Linked DNA regions of Mus musculus: region 2 is linked to region 1. The links are chromatin contacts, called in public Hi-C maps. All regions are on one chromosome and are shown on one strand. Each heading gives the region's core, a stretch centred on a gene start, on an enhancer-like site or on the middle of the called end of the contact. The rest is flanking DNA. Distances are from core to core; before and after follow the strand shown.

Region 1 (3,428 bases), core at 333-2,832:
GAGTTATCACCTAGCGTACTCTTGCCCATATGGCAGAACAAGAAGAAAATATACCTGTAGAGTACATCAGGTCTTTTTTTTTAATACAGTATTTCTTTCTTTCTTTTTTAAAGATTTACTTATTTGTTATTTATATGAGTACACTGTAGCTGTCTTCATGCATACCAGAAGAGGGCATCAGATCCCATTACAGATGGTTGTGAGTCACCATGTGGTTGCTGGGATTTGAACTCAGGACCTCTGGAAGAGCAGTCAGTGCTCTTAACCAGTTGGTTATGACCCTGTAATGCCCCCTGAGAGCAGCTTGATAGAGGCCTGTTTTTAGACCTAGTGGCTGGTTGTAAATCAGGGGAGTGTCCTTTGTTATGGTTTGGAACCATATTTCAGGACAATCCTAGTCAACAAACATGTGTATCCTAGCATCTTAATCTCTAACAGGTCTGGTTAGCATACTACTTCTCTGTAGGAAGTCTTAGCTTGATAGCCGGGCGGTGGTGGCTCACGCCTTTAATACCAGCACTTAGGAGGTAGAGGCAGGCAGATTTCTGAGTTCGAGGCCAGCCTGGTCTACAAAGTGAGTTCCAGGACAGCCAGAGCTACACAGAGAAACCCTGTCTCGAAAAAGCAAAGAAAAAAAAATTATTTGATATCACTTACTCTTTCTAAGCACTGGTAACTACTTCACATCATCTTCTACATTACAGCTAGATATTGGAGTGCTGCTACACAGCACTTGAGATACCTTGTACAACCTCCACAAGATTAACTCCAAATGGATCTTACACCTAAATGTTAAATGCTAAGAACTTGTAGAAGACACTAGAGAAACTAGGGCTATCCAAGTTTGTCTTCCTGCCAAGGATGTTTCTACACAGAAGACCCTGCTTCAAATGCACTGATCCAGCCTCCAAAGTGAAGTAATTCTGAGGCCACCACGAGGTCCAGGGAGTGACTAGAGACCAGAGGGGGTGCAACAGGCTGCCGCTTCCCACTCAGCCCCAGGAAGGACCTACCACTCCAGCTCCCAGCTGCTCAGTCGCCTGCTTCTCCCCTTTGCAGACTATGACCTTGCGCTCACAATATCAAGATTTTGGATCTTGTCTGATTTCCCCTCACAGCATCCAGCAGCAGCACACAGAGCACAGCACACCAGATCAGTCAAACCTGCTCAGCTACAGAACGGAACCTGCAGCAGGGCACCCCGGGGGAGCTGGGGGGGGGGGGGAGACCCTCCTCCTCTTCTGACTGGCAGGTGTGCCTGCAGGCCCTGATTGACCAACAAGTCTTGAACATCTTGAGTACCTCCGTTAGGGTTGGAGCGTGCTGAAGTGTCCAGGGCCAGACCATTTCCAGATATACAAAGATCCGCATTTCCAAAGTCCTTGTGCCTTCCCACCCAGCCTCTGGGGAGGACCCACCACTCTCACTCCGGCTGCTCTTCCCCTTGCCGTGGGGAAGTGACCCTGCTCTCACCATGCCGTGACTGCAGAGCTTGCCTGAGCTCTCCTAGCCGCACCAAACAGCAGTACACAGAGCACGTCACACGGAACCGTTCGAGCTTCTCAGCGGCGGAGCTGGACTTGCAGTATGGCACCCGGAAGAACCCGCCTCTTCTGACTGAGAGGCCTTCCTGGAGAACCTGATTGGCCAATGAGTCTTGAGTGACAGGAACACATCCCTTTGGGTTAGAGTGTGTTAAAGAGACAGAGCATAGTGGTTCCTGGGCCAGGCTTCCACGCCGAGGACCGACCTTTCCCAGATATGCAGAGATTCGCATTTCAATAGCACTTTTTCTTGTCCTCCAATAGCTACCACAGCCAGCCCTTAGGGAGGCCCTGCCACGGACCACCCCAGTCGGGTATGAGGGTTCCTGGGAAGAGGATCCTCGAAGGCTAGGTGGGTAAGGATTTGGCGGTGACAAAACAAACACAGAGGCAGTTTGAATCTGAATATATTTTGCAGTCCTCATGCAAGGGTTTTTATGCATAAAGAAACAAATATTACAACTCTGAGCAGATGTGTTCAGTGAAGCAGTCAGATAGAACATATATCATCATAGTCATTTGGCACAATAAAATACAGAATCATCCAAGAATTACAACTTCTCAAAAAGTGTGTTCATTGACGCAATCACGGATAGAACAGGTAATGAAAGAACTCAGTGGGGAAACCCCCACTCAGCTCCCGATTCGGCGTGCACCCAAGAATCGCGAATAGAACACAACACCTTGATGTAACAACAAGAGGTTTTTTAATGGCGGAGCTCCGGGTCGAAACGTATCTCACACAACAGGAGACAGTGGATTCGACCACGAGGCTTGGAAGCTAGGGGTTTTTATAGAAAAGGAGTGGGGCTGGGGGAGGAATTGGCGCGGTTTCACATGATTGGTCCATTTAAACATCAGCAGCCTGTAACATTTAACTTAGGTCAGAGGGGTGGGAGCTAGGGAGGCGATGGGCTTGCCCGGGCATGTCCTGGTCTGTTCTGCTGTGTTCTCAGCCCCAGGTTTCAAAGCTCACAAACAACTCTTTGGGCTATTTAACATACATTACATGAATTACAGTTTTATTTCCTTTCAGTAACATCATTGTTATTTGGCACAATAAAAATCATCTAAGGCTAGTGGCAAATTTCCAAGAAGAAATTAATACATTTTTAAGGTCAGTTATTGTTTAACATTTAGTACCTGATTTTTTGTAAATCTTCAAAGCATAAATTTAAACTATTTTAATTCTTTTTATTTAAAGGCTTCCTTAAACAATTTACCAAAGCCTACTTCCGATGATGTAAGACCCCGAGCAGTGACAGTAGGGGGCTTTTAACAGCTAGCTGAGGAATTGGGAGGAGTTTGGAGGAGAGTTGAGAGGAGTTGGGAGGAGATAGGAAGAGTTGGGAGGAGTTGGGAAGAGTTGGGAAGAGTTGGGAGGAGAGTTGGCTACAACTCTTTAGCCTCCTCTCTGGTGTCTATCTCCATGTCCTTGTAGGTCTTCCTACAATTATCGCATCTCTGGCTGTAAGGCACAGAAACAAAAAGGCTTTTGGCTGGCTATAGAGAACAAAGAGCTTCTTTCTGGCTGTATTTTTAGAGATCAGGGAAAACAAGCTTGGGGAACGTCCAGGGGCTTTACCTTCTAGGGAGAAACTCTCTAAGTCGGGTCTCACATTGACACTCATGCAGCCCTATAGTTTTATTGTTAGGAAAGTTTTTATTTATCAATACTATCTTGTAAGTGATTTATAAAGTGAAACACTGGTTTTCCTGGAGATATAAGGTCATGGCTAGTGACCCCCATCTTAAGGAATGGTTTCTTACCTGTTATTCTCGCTTAAGATCATAACTTAGGCTGTCAGGAACATCTCGTAAATAAGAAAAAGAATAAAAAAAGACAAAACAGATAAATTGCCATGAGAACTACGGCTCAATATT
Region 2 (3,428 bases), core at 504-3,003, 5.4 Mb before region 1:
GTTTTAGAAGTTACCATAAGTTGGCATTTATTGTCTTTTATTAAGCAGACTTCATAGGAGGCCTTGAGCTCCTAGGCTCACTCTGAATGTAGGTTGCTCTTGCTGTGGAAAACACTGCACCTCTAGCAAGCTGATGTTAGGAATACACATTACTTTACGATCTAAGACTTGTAAGACTAAGTGGCACATACTATATATAATAAGGTATTAGGAAGCCTGCCACTCACCAAACATTCTAATTACAAGAACTGGGGCTTGCCCTAGATCTAAAGTGGGGTGTTTTAGGGGCCTCGGGTTTTCCTGAGGCAGATCAACAATTATAAGAAACTGGAATCTTGGGAGGATGAACGAACTAGAGAAACAAAGACTTGACAGCCCAGTGCCTGAGTTTCTGAACTGTCTGGGAGAGCATCCAACGTTCCGGCGAAAGGCAGCAGGCCAAGTGCTACCTGTGGCTGTACATGTACAAGTCAGCTAGCCTTCTGCTTGCCCGGTCTTTCTAATACCTATTTCCAGGATGTGGTGATAAAATGCTGCCACCTCTGAGTCAAAATTCAAGCATTTTCTTATCTATCGCAGCAAAGCAAGTCTCAGTAAGCACTGCGAATCCCAGTTAAATCACGGCAGTGACTCAAGTTATTAGAGTGAAGCTTTATTTTTCTGTGGAGACCCAGCTCAGACTACAGGTCCTCCAGCAAGCTTTCCTCGGACCTCGTTCCCAGTGTCACCAGTTCCATCCTGTAGCCTGGGCCGACTCATGTGGCACTATTTACTAAGGGGGTGATGAGCCTGCTTATATAGGCTGGGAGTTCCGTGATGGCAGTGACCTTATGTTACTCCATCGGACGCTTTCAACGCGTAGCAAGGCCGAAGGTACAGAGCAAGTCCAACTCAATCCCAGCTCAACTGAGTCAAGTCTTTGGTAGCACAGCTGTGACATAACTCTGCACTGCCAATCATTAATTCTCAGTGAGATAAAACAGTGCTTTAGAGAAGAACATGTCTAAGCACACACACACATAAGGACTAATTCATGCCAAAAGACAGAGCAGATCGACAAAAAACAAAACAAAACCCAACGTTCAAACTTAAAGCCAGTGTGTCACTTGGTTCCTGCTGCCTGGTAGACAAGTGCACAACTAAAGGTTTACTTTAGGTTGCCAGCTCAGCCAAGCACACTCCCTGATGCATTCTCGCTTCACACCAATGGCTAAAAAAAAAAAGAGGCCCAGTGACTTCAAGTGTGCGACAACTCTCTGGATTTTATGGCCCCGTCGCCCGCAGCTGCGAGGTTAGCAGGTCTGCACCTGTTACAGACAAACGCGCCCAGTCCCTCCGACCCAAGCCCGGGGTTTGCTGGCCGACTGTTCTGGGAGTAGATACGGGCTCCCGAATCCGAGCTGCGGGGTGAGGAGGTCGGGGAGGCCGCCCGCGTCCCCGCCGCACTTACTCAGGCTCGCGGGCGGGCTGCGCAGTCGGCCGCGGGCTCGGAACCCGGCTCCGCGCTGCAGCGAGGCCCCGCGCCGCCCCCGCCGCTCCTCATCGTCTTCCTCCCGCCGAGGGGCCGCCGTCGCCACTGTCTAGCCCGGAGCTCCTGCGGCGCGGCGGGCCCAGCTGGCGCAGCCTCCACTTCCGGCTCGCGCGCGGTGTCCCTGGCAAATAACCCCGCCGGCCCCCACATAACCTGTTCTCCAGCTTCCTCCCGGGAGCGCGAAGCCAACCTGTGCACCCCTATGCGCATGCGCAGGACACTGGGCTCCGCCTTCATGCTACGGTAGCCCGTAGGGGCAAGATACATCTCGGCGTTTCCAGTCAACTGCTGCCTGAACACATTTCGGAGAACAAGGAGTTTCTCTTCTCTCCTCTTCTCCCCTCCTCTCCCAAATGTGCCTGCTCTTGGCTATGCTCTTTCACTTATCTGCACTAAACTTTCTCTTCCACCATGCCTAACTTTCAGGTAGTTATGCCCTTCCTTTTTACTTTTTTTTCCCCCCACTCTGAGGATAAAACAAATTTGGTTCTCCATTAACCATGCAGCTAAAAAGCACATTAGAGCAAGAGCTTTGAATTAACTAATAGCTTTTCTCGGCTCATAATTTGTGGTTCTTTCGTATCAGTAAAGCAGAGCCCGACCTGTGCCTGACGTCGGAGCGCAGGAGCAGTTGAATAAGACACGGATGTGTAAGAGTTGTACAAGCTGTACGAGCACCGCTGATGCTCCTGTACAGTAACGTGTGGCTTTGCAACACCACAGGGAAACTATCGTGAGACTAAGGGAAACTACAGAGAAAATAACTGGCCACACGGAGCCGTAGGATCTGGCCCCACTTTAAACTAGCCCTGGACTGTCGGCCTTGTGAAATGCAGCGTAAACACATTAGACAACCCCTGAAAGCAATTGACACTCTAGTGTCTCACCAGGACTGCAAAGTTTCACCTTCAAAGAAAGTGTTCCCCACACTTTGCCTATAATTTCTGAACTCTTATTGGTGGAGTAGGGCAGGTCATAGCCACCAATGCCAGTGGAAAGTAAGAGTTTCTGAGACGTGGAGCGTACGTTTATACTTCTATTTTGAGTATCTAGTATAGTTATTGAGTGACAGTAAGGTGTTCAATAACACTATCAGCTAGCTTTATTCCAAATCACCGAGCACCATTGAAAAGCCTTTAGTCCATGTAAGTATGTTTCTGCGCCATGAATTATTTATTACTATGTAATACATAATTATTTTTATTATTATGTATTATTTCTGCACAGTGAAAAGGCTACCAAGAACACAGAACCTGAATTAATTTTGCAAAAGTCTTTTTCTGGAGCCCTAGACTTTTTAGGTGGGAGGATTCTCTTCTGTCCTGGAAGTCTTCAGAAGCCAGTCCTGTCAGGGCAGCAACCCAGGCTCCAAGTTCCTCAAATTCGGCTCAACGATGACATCCAGCGGCGAGGGACCGAACATCCTTTGCTACAGGCAGAGACAGTGGAGGCGCGCTGCGCAGGCGCTCTGAGCCGCCGCGCCGGCCCGCCCCTGCCTCGCCTGTGCCTTTAAAAGCCGGCAGGCTCGCCTGTTCCCACTGCGCCTGCGCGGCAAGCAGCTGGCGGAAACGCCCGGCCGGCTTCTTGTGGCGGCAGCTTCCGGTCGGAGTGGGGCGGGGCAACCTCTGCTAAGCAAGTGGTGTGGCGGGTTGGAGGAGGCAGGGAGGTTCTTGGTCCTAGGGAGGCTGCGTCCTTCCCGTGCTTTGTCCCAGCGTCACCACCCGCCTTCCACGGTGCAGCCGGCTCGCTGGGGACTGATTTCAGGTGGCAGCCACCGGGTGAAGAAATCGTGTCCTGATGCTTAGTTGTATCCGCACGCTGCCCTGCCCCCTGCCACCTAGCTACCTGGGACCTGCGCGCTCCCCCAGCTCCTTCATTCGGCAGGGTTGGGGTTCAC

The links. Hi-C and Micro-C count contacts between places; a contact is called where the count stands out from the background.
Region 2: a contact with region 1 is called in a Hi-C map of muscle stem cells, with 7 times the contacts expected there. The contact joins the promoter of Abhd13 here to the promoter of Zfp958 in region 1. A contact is called at or near these places in 2 of 484 Hi-C or Micro-C datasets (CD8 T cells and muscle stem cells).

What each region holds. Positions count from the first base shown.
Region 1 is chr8:4,611,324-4,614,751 of GRCm38.p6, reverse strand. Zfp958 (zinc finger protein 958) reads right to left here and starts at 1,582. Exons shown (of 4, transcript NM_145591.5): 1 at 1,474-1,582. The coding sequence starts at 1,476.
Region 2 is chr8:9,976,042-9,979,469 of GRCm38.p6, reverse strand. Abhd13 (abhydrolase domain containing 13) reads right to left here and starts at 1,753. Exons shown (of 2, transcript NM_001081119.1): 1 at 1,451-1,753. Lig4 (ligase IV, DNA, ATP-dependent) reads left to right here and starts at 3,159. Exons shown (of 2, transcript NM_176953.4): 1 at 3,159-3,428.